Regions from separate parts of the Ovis aries genome. Here region 2 is linked to region 1. A link is a contact called in public Hi-C data. All regions are on one chromosome and are shown on one strand. Each heading gives the region's core, a stretch centred on a gene start, on an enhancer-like site or on the middle of the called end of the contact. The rest is flanking DNA. Distances are from core to core; before and after follow the strand shown. Region 1 holds the start of SST (somatostatin). Region 2 has its middle 23 kb from the start of MASP1.

Region 1 (3,373 bases), core at 327-2,826:
AATCATTTATGTTTAAAATAACCCAAATTATCAGAGTTACCAACCAAAACATAATCTTTATTACCACAGGGAATTTTAAACACTGTATCTGTGAGATTTGGAGCATGTGTATTAAATAACTTGACTGAAATCACAAATTAAGTCATATATCATTGAACAGAAATATTTAAGTCAATAAGAAACCAAAATCTTATTTTTCATAATTTCACCATAATTTTATTTTGTATTTACAGTCTTCAATTTCCAACACGAGGGTCTTATTGAGGATTGGAGGGGTTAGGGAGGTGAGATGGGGTTTGGAGAAGAGGAATCAGAGGTCTTATATGGGCAACAATCATTAATAAAGTTAACAGGATGTGAAAGTCTTCCAGAAGAAATTCTTGCAGCCAGCTTTGCGTTCTCGGGGTGCCATGGCGGGGTTTGAGTTAGCAGATCTCTGCAGCTCCAGCCTCATTTCATCCTGCTCAGCAGCCTGGGACAAATCTTCAGGCTCCAGGGCATCGTTCTCTGTCTGGTTGGGTTCAGACAGCAGCTCTGCCAAGAAGTACTTGGCCAGTTCCTGTATGAGGTGGAAGGAAGACAGAAGGAAAGAGGATGAAAATGAGGATGGTGGAGAAGAAAAACCAGAAGAGCTTGGCTTGAAATACAGGTTTAACCACAACCAAACCCCAATTTTCCCAGCTGCGGACTTTTTGTGACACTTAAAATCAGTTAAGGATGTAAAAAAAAACAAGGGCTTTTGCTATATCCACCAAGTTACACAAAGAAGCTTTAAAAACTCAAATGTTTCTGCAAGTTTTCTGCTTCTGTAGGTTTAAAACACACACAAAGAAGGAAATAGATCGTTAGTTTTGCAAAGGTGAAACATAAGCCAATAGTTTAACTCAGTGTCCATATCATGAGCTACAGACTAGAATTGTTCTTACCGTTTTTACTAAGCCACCCTTTAGGGAATGAGACCTTTCACAACCGTAAACATGCTGTGTTCTGGCTGTACAGTGCCCTTTAGCCCCTAGTCCCGCTCCATGGGAGGGAGGTACTGCCTCGCCGCTTCAGAGGTCCGCGCTTTCAGCACCTGGGTCAGCACCTCCCGCGATCAGTACCCGGGAGAGATGCCATTATCGCTCCGAGATCAATTAACCAAGGTCTTGGAATTGTCTTGAATCCCAAAGAACTCACCTGAACTGTGACCTACTGCGCTGATCGGGAAAGAAAAAAAAAAGGTAAAAAGGTATTCTGGACTTTGAAAGTTTTCCCGAGAGCTTTGGTGGCTAAGGGACCCCAAAACGCACCGGCACTCTGGGAGCACCTCAAATTCACCCAAGGGAGCAGGGGCAAGGCGAGGGAAGGTTAGGGGATTCGGGTGAGGGGAAAGAAGACGTCGAGGGAGTCTCCTTACCTGTTTGCCAGCGGCAGCAGCCAGGGATTTCTGCAGAAACTGACGGAGTCGGGGATCCGAGGGCGCGCCGGTGACACCGCCAAGAGCCAGGACGATGGAGAGCGCGGCCAGCGCGCACTGGAGGCGGCAGGACAGCATCTCAGCGGCGGCGGCGAAGCCGAGCTAGAGTGCGGTTGGTCAAACTCCAGGAGCTGATCGCAGGCAGCAGCGACGGCTCGAACCTTGCCTCTCCTAAGGCAGCTTGTGTGCTCTCCTCCGTCTCCCCCTTTTTAAACTCTCTCTCTGACGTCAGACGAGGAGGCGCCCCCAGATCTCACCAGCCCTTTTACGCACCATTACCCTCGTGAAATCAATCACAGAAGTGAGAGGAGGCTGCACAATCAAAAGTAGCTTATTAAAAAAAAATAAATCCTGTACACGCACAGGCCCACGCGATTCCACATGTCGCTCCATCTACACAATTTTTTATATTCACTCAGTGCTATGCACATACGAATTCTATAGTTTCACTCATACAAGTGCACATTCAATTACACACACTCAAACACTCAGCCTCTGCAGAAGCAAATGCGCCAGCACACCTAGCTGCATGCCCATAAATATACCAGACAACTCTATCCATCATCACACTCAGACATTTTAGGAGAAGCAAATGCACAAGTATGAGAGTGTAACAAGTGGAGACCGTCACGAGCACTCCTTGTGACAATGAATGTCAGAGCATTCCTCTAAGAACAGATTTGAAAATGGAATGTGGATTTTAGAAAGATTGAATCATCTTTCTCCATTATCTCTGTGAAAAGCCTTATAGATAAGAAGTCATGGGGCTCTGAAAGAACTTCACTTCTTATAATGGAGAAGAAAGCACCTTAAGTTCACCCACCATCCCTCTTTCTCAGCAGCTGAAACACTTTTAGTCTACCTGCCTTTCCACCGTTACCCTCCCCTGAAAATAATGCTAAAGGAAAAAAAGAAAAATTGACTTGATTTTTGTCCTTGAAACTTGGAACTAGAAAGAAATCTCAGAAACCATCTACTAAACCCCAGAGTTTGAGTCATTGAGCCTAGAAATGGGCAATGAAATTCTCTGACTCACATAGTGCACAGCTGGGGTCAGGACCAGTCCTCCACACTTCAAGGCCAGGGTTCTTTTCACTCAACTCTGAGTTTCCTAATAAGTTCCTGACTAGTAGTCGCAGTTCTAGGTCAGGGACTCCCAGTCTGGACATACAGAAGTCCAGGAACCCCCTGAACGTATGTGACCATTATTGTATGTTTCTGTGCAAAACAGCATTGACAGTACTCTCCCACTCCTCTCACAAATAAAAAGGAAGTTTGAGAAATGCTGGTCTAATTCTAGCTGTGGTCTGGTTAGATGTCTGCTATCCTGATCAGAGTTCTGGCAGCTTTTTTCCTTTTTTTATTTTTTTCTCTCCATGAAATAATTCCTTATCAGGGAAGGGCCAGATGAACCCTGCAGGCTCTTCTGGGACTTATAGTTTATAAGCTCCAAGCTCATAAAAGCTGAAAAAAATTACTGTATCTCCAGAAACCAAGTGAAGCAGACAACATGACTAACCCTGTCTCCAGCCAGGCATCACATATGTATTCTCTATACTAGACCAAGACTGTGGTAAGAGGCAGAAGGGACTGGGAGGTGGACTGAATGGCTTGATTAGTTGTCAGCTTTTCCTTTTGTGTCTGCAAGCTAAGAGAAGGAGTGCCAAAGCTTCCAGGGTTTGGTGAGTCCAGACAAGGCTATGCACAAATGAGGCATCAAAGTCCCTCACAAAAGGAGATAAGCTTTTGAATGCAGTTTCTGGCCTGCTTACAACCCTGAATATTTATTGGAAGGACTGATACTGAAGCTGAAGCTCCAATACTTTGGCTACCTGATTCAAAGAGCTGACTCACTGGAAAAGACCCTGATGCTGGGAAAGATTGAAGGCAAAAGGAAAAGGGGGCCACAGAGGA
Region 2 (3,517 bases), core at 1,001-3,500, 330 kb before region 1:
ATCACACCATCATGATTATCTGGGTCATGAAGATCTTTTTTGTATAGTTATTCTGTGTATTCTTGCCACCTCTTTTTAATATCTTCTGCTTCTGTTAGGTCCATACCATTTCTGTCCTTTATCAAGCCCATCTTTGCATGAAATGTTCCCTTGGTATCTCTAATTTTCTTGAAGAGATCTCTAGTCTTTCCCATTCTGTTGTTTTCCTCTGATTCTTTGCATTGATCACTGAGGAAGGCTTTCTTATCTCTTCTTGCTATTCTTTGGAACTCTGCATTCAGATGCTTGTATCTTTCCTATTCTCCTGTGCTTTTTGCTTCTCTTCTTTTCACAGCTATTTGTAAGGCCTCCCCAGACAGCCATTTTGCTTTTTTGCATTTCTTTTCCATGGGGATGGTCTTGATCCCTGTCTCCTGTACAATGTCATGAACCTCAGTCCATAGTTCATCAGGCACTCTGTCTATCAGATCTAGTCCCTTAAATGTATTTCTCACTTCCACTGTATAATCGTAAGGGATTTGATTTAGGTCATACCTGAATGGTCTAGTGATTTTCCCTGCTGCTGCTGCTACTGCTAAATCACTTCAGTCATGTCCGACTCTGCGACCTCATAGACAGGAGCCCACCAGGCTCCTCTGTCCTTGGGATTCTCCAGGCAAAAACACTGGAGTGGGTTGCCATTTCCTTCTCCAATGCATGAAAGTGAAAAGAGAAAGTGAAGTCATTCAGTCGTGTCCAACTCTTAGCGACCCCATGGATTACAGCCTACCAGGCTCCTCCATCCATGGGATCTTTCCAGGCAAGAGTACTTGAGTGGGGTGCCACTGCCTTCTCCAGTGATTTTCCCTACTTCCTTCAATTTAAGTCTGAATTTGACAATAAGGAGTTCATGATCTGAGCCACAGTCAGCTCCCAGTCTTGTTTTTGCTGACTGTATAGAGCTTCACTATCTTCGGCTGCAAAGAATATAATCAATCTGATTTTGATGTTGACCATCTGGTGATGTCCATGTGTAGAGTCTTCTCTTGTGTTGTTGTAGAGGGTGTTTGCTATGACCAGTGTGTTCTCTTGGCAAAACTCTATTAGACTTGGCCCTTCATTCCATACTCTAAGGCCAAATTTGCCTGTTACTCCAGGTGTTTCTTGACTTCCTGCTTTTGCATTCCAGTCCCCTATAATGAAAAGGACATCTTTTTGGGGTGTTGGTTCTAAAAGGTCTTGTAGATCTTCATAGAACCGTTCAACTTCAGCTTCTTCAGCATTACTGGTTGGGGCATAGGCTTGGATTACCGTGATATTGAATGGTTTGCCTTGGAAATGAACAGAGATCAGAGAACTCTAGGGGCGGGGCCCAGCGGTCTGTGTTATAAGAAGCTCCCAGGTAATTCCAAGGCAGCAAAAGTGTGAAAATTACTGTTCTAGGGAAATGAGGCAAAAGGAAGCTGAGGACCTGACTATTCAGCTCTGCTTCCCAAGCACAGTCAGAACCTCCCTAATTGTGGTTAAAGAGGGTAAATTTCTCAAATCTCTTCTGAGTAGATAAAGAAGACAGGATATGAAAAGAAATAAGAAAGGAAAGACTTTTCTCAGCAGGAAAAACAGGTATCTGATTTTCCTGGATCCTCTATTGCTTCTCCAGAGACCACCCATGCCTTCCAACAAAAATCTCTGGGTCTAAGCTTCTGCAGGTGCCATCCAAAGGGACACAGGTAGCAAGGGAGCAGTGGCAGCATTCCAAGAACTTAAAAGTTCATGAAACCTTGGGAGGAATCTAAGAGCTCAGCCACCCGGTTCTTCATCTGATGCTTCAGTTTCTATCAACCTCTGAAGGGAACTCACTCCCATTCAAAAGCCTAGAGTTCTAAAAAAGTTCTTTCACTGGATACCAGAACAGGGCTGTGCCTTCTTGCTCATTCTGATATTCTTACTCCCCCTGCTCCCACAGGGCTCAATAAGTGCTAGCTGAATGAATGGATGGATGAATGAACTAATGAGCAGGCATTCTGCCCAGTTTATGTGCTTAGAATCACAGTCTTCCTATGAAGGAGGGTGGCAGCAGTGTGCCTGGGACACTGCTTCTGTGACCCACCTTGCTGAGGGTAGGAGCCCTTTGAACTTGAGATGAATGGGAGAGCTCCAGACTAAGAGGTCCCTGGCATGGGGAGACGACTCTTTCAAGTGTTCTGAGTGTCAGGGCCCAGTGGCAGCTTTCCTCCATTGGCAATGACTTATTACATTCCTGAATAAGTGAAGGGAAATTAAATCCATATGTTCTGGAGTTATTTGCACAATACTCAGCAAGATGCTGCCGTTGTGTAAGAGCCATTTGACGTCGGTGGCATGACTTTCTTCTTTCTGTTCTGAGAAGAGTCCCTGAAGAAAAGCCAATTCTACTGTCCCTGAAGAGGGAGGGGCAGGAGCACAGGGGGCAAGTCATCTAGGGCCATCCTGCAGGAAACTCAGCACTTGAGGAGACTGGCAAGTCTCAGAGAGGAGGCCGAGGACAGGGAGACTCCTGCCCAGCTGTACGCCTACATGGGCTCAGCCAGCTGCTGCCAGAACAGCCTCAGTGGAGGGTGGGGTGAAAACAGCTTAAGGAGTTGCTGAAGAACAGGGAGGAGAAGCCGATGCATTGGAAAGATGGGGGCATCAGGAAGAGCACCTGGATTGCATTCCGGTGTAACTTTAGGTAAGTTACTTCCTCCCTTCCAGCCTCAGTTTCCCCTTTAGCAAAGTGTGTGGCTATACTCATGTTCCACCATCCTTACGCATCCCGATAGACTATTCTAGGACCCTTTTTTGTGTGTCTTGCTATGAATATTATCTGGAAATGCCTGGATAATATTTTTACCACAATCCCTATTAAGAAATACATTTCCCAGAGTAACTTAGTATACGTAACTGAAACAAAGTTTTCACAAATCAGTGCTTACCCTTCCTGTAAGCACTGACATGGTGATCAATAGAAAGCAGAGAGACTCCAGAAATAAACCTACACATTTACGGTCAAGTGATTTCCAACCAAGGTGCCAAGGCAATTCAATGAATAAGAACAGCTTTTTTAGGTGGTGGCGGCACAATTGACTATCCATATTCAAAAATACATACATACATATACGCATATGTATATATGCGTATGTACTTCACATGACGCACACAAGTGAATTAAAAATGGATCCTAGATTGAAATATTAAGGGCTAAAAGTAAGTAGTGAACTATGCGCATACATTAACCGCAAGGATGAACCCTCATGAACATTATGTGAAGTGAAAGAAGACAAACATGAACACTAAATACTTTGCGTTTCCACTTACATGACATTTCTAGAAAAGGCAAAACCTTAGAGACGGAGGCAGATCATAGGTTTTCTTGGGCTGTAGGGCTCTGTGTGGGAAATTTGTGGAGTGACAGCAGTATTCTAAAACTGTGATGAATGTTATTCAGCCCTGTAAATGAGCTAAAACGCATCCAATTGTACACTGAAATGGGTGAACTTTACAATATGTACATTATAAC

What was found. A called contact is a pair of places that touch in the nucleus more often than the background predicts.
Region 2: a contact with region 1 is called in a Hi-C map of mixed tissues, with 5 times the contacts expected there. The contact joins the enhancer-like site here to the promoter of SST in region 1. A contact is called at or near these places in 13 of 16 Hi-C or Micro-C datasets (blood, hypothalamus, liver and 7 more).

What each region holds. Positions count from the first base shown.
Region 1 is chr1:200,451,536-200,454,908 of ARS-UI_Ramb_v3.0, reverse strand. SST (somatostatin) reads right to left here and starts at 1,576. Exons shown (of 2, transcript NM_001009196.1): 1 at 1,400-1,576; 2 at 328-559. The coding sequence starts at 1,537. The coding sequence ends at 347.
Region 2 is chr1:200,778,049-200,781,565 of ARS-UI_Ramb_v3.0, reverse strand. No RefSeq gene overlaps it. Among named protein-coding and RNA genes, the nearest start is that of MASP1, 23 kb to the left of the region's middle. Within about 2 kb of position 2,250, at least 3 of the 54 cell types and tissues checked have an H3K27ac peak or open chromatin away from gene starts, as enhancers often do.